3 separate regions of the Mus musculus genome follow, and all the other regions are linked to region 3. Evidence: chromatin contacts called from public Hi-C and HiChIP or PLAC-seq data. All regions are on one chromosome and are shown on one strand. The core of a region is the stretch at or near the end of the contact, and the rest is flanking DNA. Distances in the headings are between cores, read along the strand shown. Region 1 has its middle 420 kb from the start of Chordc1. Region 2 has its middle 250 kb from the start of Chordc1. Region 3 has its middle 200 kb from the start of Gm39296.

Region 1 (3,783 bases), core at 350-2,849, 320 kb before region 3:
CTCATTTTATTGGGTTGGAAGTGTTGAATGGCATGGCACTCAAACTAAAATGAGTAGATAGTCTCACTATGTACCATCTCTTGTGGCATGGATCCTGATATGATCTGAGGTTATCCAGTATCATCTTATTTTACCTCAGATAGGTCTGAAGATCAGGCTAACCTATATATTTATTCACCAAATAAAGTCAAGATAAATTGTCAATACTACAGAGTGAATTTGTTTAACTCAGTTAACCCACAAGAAAAAGCTGGAATCTTTTAAGGAATGGTTACTTTTCACATGATCAACATTTATTTTTTTCTATAAGTTGTGTGTTCACTAGGAGAAAAACTGTGTCACGTTGGTGAATGGAAGTTGAGCCAGAGCCTTTTAGTCAGCCTCAATTAATGATGCTCATGGCTGCCGCCCAAGGGTTGGCCATATAGCAATGGTACCAATGGCTAAGACATTTGGTTAACAAGGATATAAAATACATTGTGCATAAGAAAGACTCTCACACTTTGTATTCATAGGCCTACCTTGATGCTCTTCACATGTAACTTTGTGTCTAAGATCAGCATCGCCAGTTGTTTCTCCATAGCTTGTGAGTTACTGGATAAATCATTGAATACTGTGCCCAAATCTGACTATTTTTACTTCAGAGTACTTCAGAATACAAGCTTCCTGTCATGTGCAACAGACAGAAGGGAAGCTAGCCAGTCTTTCATACATGTCCCTTTCATACATGCTGAAGCACAGCCACAGTCTTTCTGATTTCACAAAGAGATTGAGCTGACTTGTACTAGCCTACTTTAAATTTCCTTCTTTGTTGTCAGTGGCGGGGACTCTTTGCATGATCATGTATGAACTTGAGAGTGTTTCAGGATTGGAGTTTTATGCACCCAGTCATGTAACTTTCTTATATCCTTTTACTGCGCTCAATCTTGGTCCCAGATAATCATTTCTATTTTATGATACATACTGCTAAGCTTGCTGAAATATCTGACAATATCTGTGTCATGGTGCCAGCATGGACTGTCTTGTTATGTGATGTTTTATCTACCAGTGGCCAGATAGTAAATCATTTCTTCCAGTTGTGTTGGTATTGTTACAGGTATTTTCTTAAAGACAGTGAATTATCTGTTGAAGATTACATCATCTTCCTCCGTTTATATTTAAGATTGTTTTGGAAGCAAGGCAAAAATATACAGTTCATGGGGCCTCATATTGTAGATGTAGTTCAAGTCCTTGTTCTGTACTTTGGCAAATTCTAGTCAGGCAGTTTATAAAACTATAAGTAAATGGTCCCAGGCAAATCTCCAGAGAATAGAACATAGTTACCTCCAAAAATAATATGATGCCTACATGACATTGTGGTTCATTGGTAAGAGAACACTTTTCAATGTTTCCAACAACTGATTCCTGTAGCCTCCCCCAGCCTTGAGTAGGTTGGCTTTGACCTTGCTGCCACTGAGTCTGAAACCACCTGGGGCTTTAACCTTGCTGCCACTGAGACCACCTGGGGTGGAGCCTTCAGATTTAGATGGCTCTATTGTTCTATCACCTGCTGCTGCTCTTCGCCAAGACACTGCTACCTGCTGAGAGGCCCTTGAGATATTCCGGGAGACAGCATCCAACAGATCAACTACAGGCTTGCAACAGGCACCAAGAATGGACTGGTGGGGGGCCAGCCTTCCTCCTTTATAAGCACAGACTCTTAGTAAACTTGAGGGCCTTGAACAGAAACATATCTTGGCCTCCATTATTTCTCTCCATTGCCTTCCATACAGCTCTTGTCTCCCACTCAGGAACCCAGTTAGTGTTCAGCTACAGATTCCTATAGTAGAAACCTCCAGATCTTGGCAGTCATAACAGCGGTGCTTAACTTATCCAGTCTTCTATTGTGCCTGCCCTACTTTCTAGAAATCATCTCCATAGACTCTGTGCTTCTATTACCATTATTTCTACTCTGTCCTTGGAGTTATTTTGGCAATTGCTAAGGGTGTTTCTGACAACTAACTATCCTTGTCTTGTGCTATTTGAACCTTTGACTTCATAACACTTATGAAGCCCTGTTATAGACATGTGTTTTGTAACCTTGGGTCTGGCCTCAAGGATTGGTTCTCTACATGTTCTCACAGAAATCCCCTTAATGTTTGTGATTTTGAGCAATAGCATGCACTCTAGAAACTTGGGAGACATTGTTCTGTTTGTGATGGGATCTGTCCATCTTTGTGAGTTTATGTTCATGTCTTTCTGTCTTCCAAAGATTATATGCTTACATTGTGTAGTATTTGTTTTCACAAGACTTGTATGACCATTCCATCTATATTTTATCATATCTGAAGGTGCTTTCAAAACATTAAAGTGTATAATAGTCACAGAGTTTAGTACCCTCCTAGCAGTAAAATAATCTTTAAAATCCAACTTATACTACATGTTTCCTCCACACCTTGGAATATTGTCATTTTATCAGGGACATCATTTCTGTGTTCGAGACTATAGTTTTCAAGGTAAAATTTCTTCCTTCTTAATGCTTCCTCAGCTAGGTTATATTACATTTTTAAAATTATTGAGTGTTTTGTTTTTCATGAGAAATAATGATCAGGGCTCATAGGTTCTGGCCCAGTGATGAACTGGAATGAGTTGGAACCAGTTTCTAGAAGACAATTATGAGGTAAGAGTTCTGTTACACTGTTGGTAGATTCAGATGGTAGTCAGCATCCTGTTACTATTTCCTTATACTCTACACATTTGTAAATACTGTAAGTCAGGGCAGTGCTATTTGTCTTATTTTTTTCTTAATGTCATTTAAGTGCTCATCAGACCACAATCCAAAATAGCCATCTTAAAACACCCAATTAAAGTGAATATTTTGATAATCTCAAGAGCTGCGAGAATCTGAAGTGTTAAAACTCTTTTATTTCTCTCTCTTATATGTCTTCACCCCATGACTTTGGGTCTCTTTGATTCTCAATTTGGTCTCTAATCCTCTTATCTAATTTTTATTCTGATAATAATGAACTGCTCCAGGACCTCTTCTACAGCTGTATATTGTCCACATTTTCAGGTTTATGTTTTTGATTATAACCATTTGCTTAAGAGAGCTAAAGAGATTTTTACTTGTGGCCAAAGAAGAGCAAAAGTTTCAGCTTTCCACTTAATCACTGCCATTTTTCACTGACTTTTTCTAATGATTGGGTGCTGTATGATTATTAACTCCCATAATTACCTTATAATTGGTGGCCCAAGAAAGTATACTATGCTTTGCATTTTGTTAGATCTTTGTTGCGCCTGTTCTACTATCCTTGAAAGATTTTACAATCTATTTTCCCCTGGATTACATCCAGATCCCACATACAATTTTAGAATCTGCTTCCTATGGCCATTTTGGAAACTATATATCATGAATTAGCCTTTCAGAAAAGCAGACTCTGAGATGTCAGTACTATAGCTGAATGACTGAGGATTCAGAACATGCCATGTTACGTAATGAGAAAAGCAGGACTGGAATGAGGAAAATATTGACCCACGTGGATTTACTTAAGTATTCTCCATCAATGCTATGGGGTCCCTTGTGAAAGAAGAGCCCCTAACATAACAGGTTTTCATTGAGGCAAAAAGACCATAGTACAAAGACTTTCTTTGTACTCTGTGAACTGAAATTGCTGAAAAGGGATGACTTTCCTACTAAAGGATTTAAAATGAATGCATTGTCAGCTAACACAGTGCAAAATATTGTCCCTTAGTCTGTAGATAGTGTTTGGATGGCACCTTAATATTTCCAATGAAAAGAACAAT
Region 2 (3,849 bases), core at 1,296-3,795, 480 kb before region 3:
AGACTGAAGCCCTGAGGATCAGCAGAAAGAATGCAAACAGGCAACATCAGGAAATAGGAGCTTGGGGGTACCCCCCAGAATGCACCAGAGACCCGGGAGGCAAGAGACTCCCAGGACTCATAGGCAGGACCTTTGATGAAATTTCAGACAGTAGGAGAGGGCTCTGAGTGTCATAAAACATGTACAGTCATGAGTTAGACTACCCCAAAACACTCTCTGCCCAAAGTTACCCTGTCACAGAGACTGTGAGTCAGGAGAGATACCCCATGAGTCAAAACTTCCATGGATCTCAAGAGACATGCTCAGTGGCCTGCCTCTGGGATCAGGATCAGGGTCATTTGAATGCAGTTTACTGAGTACTCAAGCTTTGATGAATTAATAATGTGACTTCAAAACTCCACCATCACTGAAATGTCATCCAGACAAAAAAGTAACATTAGCATTAACTTATAGATCAAATGGAATATATATATAAAACATATACCACCTAAACACATTCTTTTCAACTTTTATCACTGTATAATTTTTTCCTCAAATATATCATATTTTAAAGTAATAAACTAAGTCTTCATGGATACAAAAAAAGTAGGTTTAACTTTTTTCTTATCAGATCACAATGGAATGAAACCAGAAGTCAACTACAAGTTTAATGAGAAATTTCAGCCAAATAAATGGGGATTATATAATAAACTTTTGGATAAAAAAGTTCTCAAATAACCATATAAAGCCCATTACTAATTAGCCTTATACCAAAATTGTATACACGTTGATGAAGAAAGCTCTAATATTCTGGAAAATCCAGTTCAGCAACACAATGTAAATATACCAAGCCATAATACAAGTTGGTTTCATTACAAAGATGTGAAGATTGCTTAACATGTGCAAATCAATAAATGCAATATTGATTAAAAAATCAAGAATAAAAGTCATGCAGGAGCCTAAATAAAACCAAGAAAGTATGTGTTAGAGTCACCAAGTTTTCATAATAAAAACCCTATATAAAATGCCATACATCTCTGCATCGTAAAGGTAATATATGAGCAATTCAGAAAACCCATCAAACTGCATGGAAAAAACCATTCCCACCAATTCATCCTTGGAGCCTGGAACCAGCTGCAGCTGATGATGTGCAGGATAGGGCGTAGTCTCTGGAATAGCTCCGGGGGGCCTCTCAGCAGGTAGCTGTACCTTGAAGAGGAACATTGACAGTGGCTCAACAATAGAGTGATCTAGGAAGGAAGGCTCCACCCTAGATAATCTCCTTAGTGGCAGCAAGGTCAAGTTCTGGCTCAGCCTGCTTCAGGCTTGTGGGAGGCTACAACATCTTTTAGAAACCTCAGAATCCTTAGATCACTTACAGACTCCACAGTCCCTTCATAGTCTTTAGAGACTCCATAATGATTAATACCTTTAGTACCCTCAGCAGATTCCTTAGCGCTCTAAAGTATTTGAGAACTCTCCATGCCTCCACAACCCTCAGAACATTCAGAACCCTCATTATCCTCATCAAACTCAGAGCCTCACGTTTGTGCATTCAAGGTCAGTAAAGCACTAGAAGAAGCTCTTTGGGTTGCATATATTTCTAATATATAAGAAGTAATAAGGACGTTAGCTGGTAAACGACGAGGATGGGGTAGCATTGGCCTCAAAGCACAGAACAAATATGGTTCCTTGACTCATAATGTTGTATTAGGCATTTTTATTTTTAATTTTTAAAAATTTTATTTTATTTTTGGAAGTAACAAGGAGGGCCTAAGGGGAACATTTAAATCTTACTGAAAAGATTAGATATTGGAGGTAGATAGAGAGAGGGACCAGAGTGGGGGGAGGGTTGTAAGGACAGGAATGGGAGTGATGAGGTAGGAGGAGGATGGAGAGGGAGAGTACTGGAGAGATAACTGGATTAGGGGGCTGTAGCATGAAATATAATAAAGAATCCCTTGCTACCACAAGCAAAGCTCCAGGAGACTGTTGGGCATGTTCTCAGCCCGGCAGAACCTCTGTCTCAGAGCTCCCAAATCTCTCCACCCAGCTCACTAAGTTGCCATGGTGGACCGTTGCCACACCAGCCCCATGCTTCCAAATTCCTGTGGCTGGTTGGAGTGCCCTGCCACTGTATCTTTTCTCTGGAGCTCAGTTGAGTTGCTTAGTGAAGGAAACACCATACAATCTTAGTTTAGAGTCAAAAGACAACACAATCCCTGGGTGTAGCAACTAGCAATTACAATTAGTAAATTCTAAACTATTCTAAGTTATATATCCTCTGGTAGCGGATCCCTATGGATCCTCCACCTGAACTGGGGACCTTTGTTTGTTCTCCATCAACTCTCCCATCCAAAACATAAGTGTCCTTCTTCTGCTTCCTGCTTCCTCTCTGTGATCCAGAAATTCAGCCTAATTACCCATTCCTTGAAATCTTTATTCATTAAGGGAAGGTTCACTTGAAGTCACCTGAGTACTTGATTCACTCCGCTTCCCAGGCAGCCCCTCTTGGGAAGAAGAATTAGCATCAAAATACAAACAGCACCAGGACAATCCACAACAGGAGGAATCTTTAGGATTAGCTAGAAACCTAGGACAGTGGAAACTCGCAGGAATCCAAGGGTGACCCTAGCTACTACCACTAGCAATAAGGAATATGGATCCTAAACTGGACATCTCCTGTAAACAGGCAAGAGGGATTGGGATAGCAAAACAGCCATAGAATCTTAGAACCACAACTTGTTCTTTCTATAAAATGCTCAGAGGTAAAAGACTGAGCAGAATTTGAGGGGAGGGTTAACCAATGACTGACCCAGTTTAAAAACCATGCCATGAGAAGGAACCCACCACTGACACTATTAATGACATTCTGCTGTACTTGCTGGCATGGCCCTAACACAACTCTCATAAAAAGCTTTATCTAGCAACTGATCAAGACTGATGAAGAGACTCACAGCCCAGTATTAAGTGGAGCTTGGGTTATTCTGTGAAAGAGGTTGGGGAGAAAGGATAGAAGGAGCCAGATGGGTAAAGGACACCACAAGAATCTGTACAGAATCAACTAACTTGGGCTCACAGTTGCTCATACAGACTGAACTGCCAACCAGAAAGCATGCATGGGAGAAAGATAGGTCCTCTGCACATATGTAACAGGTATCCAGCTTAGACTTCATGTGAGACTCCTAAAAGTGGGAGCAGGGGCTATTTCTCACTTGCTGCTTGCCTTTGGATCCCTTTCTCCTTAACTGTGCTGGCTTGTCTAGCTTCAATAGATGAAGAAGCACCTAGCAATACTGCAACTTGATATGCCAAGTTTGATTGCTATCCATTGGAGAACTTCCCGTTTTCTGAGTAGAAGAAGAGTGAGGGTTAGGTTGAGGAAGAGGTGAAAGGGAGGGGCTTGGAGTAGAGAAGGAAGGGGAAGCTGCCCTAGTGTAGCGATTGAGTTAGTGAGCAGGGAGAGGGGGTGGGATGGGGGGTTCGGAAGAAAAATGACAAAAGAAGATAAAATTTGAAATGTAAGTAAAGAAAATAGCTAATAAAAATGCAAAAATAGAGGCTATCAATAGCCAGCATTATTATCTTTTATTTTTATTTTCCAATATTCCTTTCTTTGAGGCCTTTTGGGTATATTTTATGGCTTCTCGTTTTGTGTTTTTATGGAGTTTCTGAATGTGTGAATAAGTATGTCTCTGGGTCTATATTTGTTTCTTGGTCATTTCTTGGTCTTTCCCTCTTATTTGTTTTGTCCTATTCCAATGCATTTGTTTTTGTTTTATTACTTTATTTTATTATTATCCCTCAGAATTCTCTTTATTTTCTAATTAGAGACAGAAAGAGAATGGATTCAGATGGGATGGGAGGTAG
Region 3 (3,808 bases), core at 742-3,241:
TTTTGTTTGTTTGTTTGTTTTTTAAATTCTGGTGGAGTCAACATCTAGTACTTCATTTCATAACCTTACATGCTTACCTCTCTGTTATTGAATGTGACTTCCCTTTCCTGCTAGTGTTGCAACTATAATGGGTTTCTAGTTAGAATAAATCTGGTCTTATAAGACACAATGACTATGTCTCTCAAACACAGAAAAATTTAAGAAGAATTGTTATTACTTCCTTAAATATTTCATTCAACTCACTGGAGAATCCATGTTTGTAAATGTTTTCATAACAGAAAGAGTTCTACTACTAATTCTATCATGTTGTATGCTTATCCTGATTTGATTTTTATGTGACATATGCATGTGGAATTATCTGTTTATTCTTTGTTATTGGTGTCTGTTTGCAGCAACTCTCAATCTTTTCATTTCTGTAATGTTATGCTTCATGGTTCTCTTTCCTTTTCTGAGCCTGTCACCCTGCCTTCCATTTCTAAGCCATTGAAAAAAATACTGGGGACTTTATCTTTTTGAGGAATCTACCAGTTTCATCATTTAGCATTTGAATTCTTTTAAATCTCCATCTTAGTTATTTTTTTTTTTACTGTAAACTTCATTATTTTTCCTTATTTCTTTCTTCAAAATATGGATTTATTTTTCTCTGGGTTGTTAATTTTCTGAAATGTGGTCACATATTGATATATTGCTATTGTTTTATATAGGTAGATGTTGATCATACTAAATGTACCTGTTTTTGTTTTATATTTTCCCTTTTTGAGGCATAGTAGTCCAGGCTAGTCTTGAACTCAGTATGTAGATGAGGCTTGCATGGAACTTCTGATCTACCTGCCTCTACCTTTGCTTGCTGAGATTACAGGGATATGCTACTGCTCCCTGCTTATGCTTCCTTTTTGGTTCTGTTGTGTTTTCTTTCATTTGTTGCAAAAAAAAAAAAAAAAAATCTCTACTATGTGAGTTTAAGTTTGCATGTACATCTGTCTGGGGGTTGCCAATGCATACGGCTGGCTGTTCCTGCATATGTAAGGAAATGTATATGGAAACCAAAGGCATATCTGGTATGTTATTCATCAGGTGATGTAATCCTTTCTTTCTTTCTTTCTTTCTTTCTTTCTTTCTTTCTTTCTTTCTTTCTGTCTGTCTGTCTGTCTGTCTGTCTGTCTTTCCCTCCCTCCCTCCTTCCCTCCCTCCCTCCCTCCCTCTTCCTCCTCCCTCCCCTAACTAGGGTTACTATTGCTGTGATGAAACAATATGATGAAACATGTTAGGCAGGAAGGTATTTATCTTAGGCTTCCAAATCACTGTTTACCATTGAAGAAATTCAGGACAAAAACTCAAAACAGGAAAGGAACCTGTACGCAAGATCTGATGCTGAGTGCTGCTTACTGGCTTCCTCATCATAGATTACTTAGTCTGCTTTTTAAATAAAATCTAGAACCAGTAATGCAGAGACAGCACCACCCACAACAGGTTGTGTTGCAGGAAATATTAAAAATGGTCAGCATCTTACCATGCTACACAGGGCAATGGTTGGCCATATGGCTCCAGCCAGGTGTTCTCATCTCAGCAGACTTTCTGGCCTGGGTCTCCCAAGAGGTCTCCACCTGACTTGCTAATTTCCCTTGGTGGGTCGTTGCCATGCCGGCCCCATACAATGACTGCCCACCTCAAGTTTAGACATTGCCACGGACCAGCCCTAGTCAGCCTCCCTCAATCCACGGAAGAAATTTTGGGGTTCTGGTTACAGGCAAGCAAGAAGATGGCACAGTGAGTATGCGTATCTGAATGTATTTTGTCTCAAAGCAAGCACCAATCTTATAAGTGACTTTTACACAAAACAGAGGAATGCATAAAAAAAGCTAAGAGGAACCAATGGGGATAAAAATCAGTGTTAACAACTGGGATCAAAAGCAGCCCCACCTAAGGTCAGCTTAATCTTAGAAGCCAGGGGCAATGGCTTTATGCCAATTCCAATTCTAGTCTATTGTATAGTCCACCTTCCCCCTAGGCCATTGTAAATTCCTGTGTATGGGTGTAACTCAGCTATCTATTGTTCTAAGTATCTACTCTAGCTCCTCCCTAGACTACAACCTTCCTTCTTCCTAGATAATTGTAAATTCCTGTGTAGGGCAGTGACTCAGCTATCCATGCCCAGGTTCAGCTCAAGGACTGCCTAGGACTGGTGAAGAACCTAACTTAACTATATGTCAAAATCAATCCTTATGTTAAAGCAATATTGAGTGAAAGCACACAGATCTGTTTACTGACTAAAGCAAGAACAGATTTGGAGAATTCATTATTAGAGGATGCCACGGTTCCAGGAGACTAAGTGTCCGTGAACATTTCGCCTCGGGACTGCGACCAGGCTTTTGGGCCTGTTATGTGGGTCACTACTGGAGTGGATGTGGCAAGATATCACAATACCCAGTAACCCAGTAAAATCAAAACTCTTGAAGCTTATAATTAACCATTCAGATTTACATAACAGTAAATTCTCAATTCACAGGATGCCCATACAATAATTATAGGGCCAACTGATAATGATACAAGCAGTCCACCTAGATTAAACATGATTTTCCAATTATTCTATCTTTTATGATATATATATATACACCTGTGGCTATTCAATAGGCTTGCTGCTGCATTAATATTTACATTAACTGGACAGGGAAAATCCTGCCACAAGTTTGGGTCTTCCCCCATTAATCATCAATTAAGAGAATGCCCCACAGCCCAATATTACGGAAGCATTTTTTTTTAATTGAAGCTCCCTTTCTCCAGATGACTCTAGTTTGCATCAAGTTGACATGAAACACCTTACATTATATCATAGCACCGGGCACTTCACCAACTGAGCTACACTCCAGGTCCCAAATGAATTGAATTAATAAATGAAAACTATGCATTTGTTCTTATATAGAGAATAAGTGTAGTTCTCATGCCTCATCAGGGAAATATGCCTTTTAACAGACAGAGAGCAGTACAGAAACCCACAAGCAATCAAAATGCAGAGCTATGGATCACAGTTCCATCCATAAAATATTCTTGTTCTTAAAGCTCATGAAACATTGTGTAAGAGGGGCCAGAAAGAGTATAAGAACCAGAGAATCAGAAAATTTTCTGTGAGATTATGTCTCCAAGCAATGTCACAGCTATATTCTTAAAGTCTCAGCAACAAGGCTGCCTCAACCTGAAATGAAGATTGGTAAAAGAAAAGACAGGACAAGTGGATTTGCAGAGACAATGTCCCAATCCTACACAAAGAACTGCAGGAAACTAAGGAATGCTGAGAGTGGGAAAAATAGTCTTACCCAAAATGAGTTCACCAGCTGGCTATCCAATACCAAATGATCAGACCTAAAAACATGTATATGAGTGAAGGGGGTGGTTCTGATGCTAAGGTTCTGTTCCCTATTGGTTCTTGATCCATCAGTAAAGAAAGCTGGGGGCCAATTACTGGGCAGAAGGTACAGGTGGGACTTCTGGGTCCCAGGAGGAAACAGCAGACACAAGGAAGGAGAGGAGGTGTTACTGCCTTGCTTTGGAGGAAGAAGAAACCAGCAGCCATGGGAGGCCTGAGGAGGAGCTCAGGTCTATGGCGACTACTACAGGCAAGTTGTCATGGATGTTTGGGAGGGACTAGGTGGAACTAGCCACTGAAGTTTAGGGAATGTGGGAGGAGAAGAAATATTATTAAGAATACTTCCAGGCAGGAGATAGTAGTACCCAGCAATTATTTCCTAAGGCAAGCTGAAAAGGAAGAAACCCGTGTGTGTGTGTGTGTGTGTGTGTGTGTGTGTGTGTGTGT

Evidence for each region. A called contact is a pair of places that touch in the nucleus more often than the background predicts. HiChIP or PLAC-seq counts read pairs in DNA pulled down with a chosen protein or histone mark.
Region 1: a contact with region 3 is called in a Hi-C map of embryonic stem cells, with 2.0 times the contacts expected there. The contact joins two enhancer-like sites. A contact is called at or near these places in 1 of 484 Hi-C or Micro-C datasets (embryonic stem cells) and 2 of 115 datasets of contacts at active chromatin or transcription factors (both in embryonic stem cells).
Region 2: an H3K27ac HiChIP or PLAC-seq map of embryonic stem cells shows a contact between it and region 3, with 5 read pairs. The contact joins two enhancer-like sites. A contact is called at or near these places in 2 of 484 Hi-C or Micro-C datasets (both in embryonic stem cells), 2 of 115 datasets of contacts at active chromatin or transcription factors (both in embryonic stem cells) and 1 of 9 other capture datasets (embryonic stem cells).

What each region holds. Positions count from the first base shown.
Region 1 is chr9:17,872,792-17,876,574 of GRCm38.p6, reverse strand. No RefSeq gene overlaps it. Among named protein-coding and RNA genes, the nearest start is that of Chordc1, 420 kb to the left of the region's middle. Within about 2 kb of position 1,599, at least 6 of the 459 cell types and tissues checked have an H3K27ac peak or open chromatin away from gene starts, as enhancers often do. A contact at or near this core is called in embryonic stem cells, where this site is marked.
Region 2 is chr9:18,040,172-18,044,020 of GRCm38.p6, reverse strand. No RefSeq gene overlaps it. Among named protein-coding and RNA genes, the nearest start is that of Chordc1, 250 kb to the left of the region's middle. Within about 2 kb of position 2,545, at least 4 of the 459 cell types and tissues checked have an H3K27ac peak or open chromatin away from gene starts, as enhancers often do. A contact at or near this core is called in embryonic stem cells, where this site is marked.
Region 3 is chr9:17,556,019-17,559,826 of GRCm38.p6, reverse strand. No RefSeq gene overlaps it. Among named protein-coding and RNA genes, the nearest start is that of Gm39296, 200 kb to the right of the region's middle. Within about 2 kb of position 1,991, at least 15 of the 459 cell types and tissues checked have an H3K27ac peak or open chromatin away from gene starts, as enhancers often do. A contact at or near this core is called in embryonic stem cells, where this site is marked.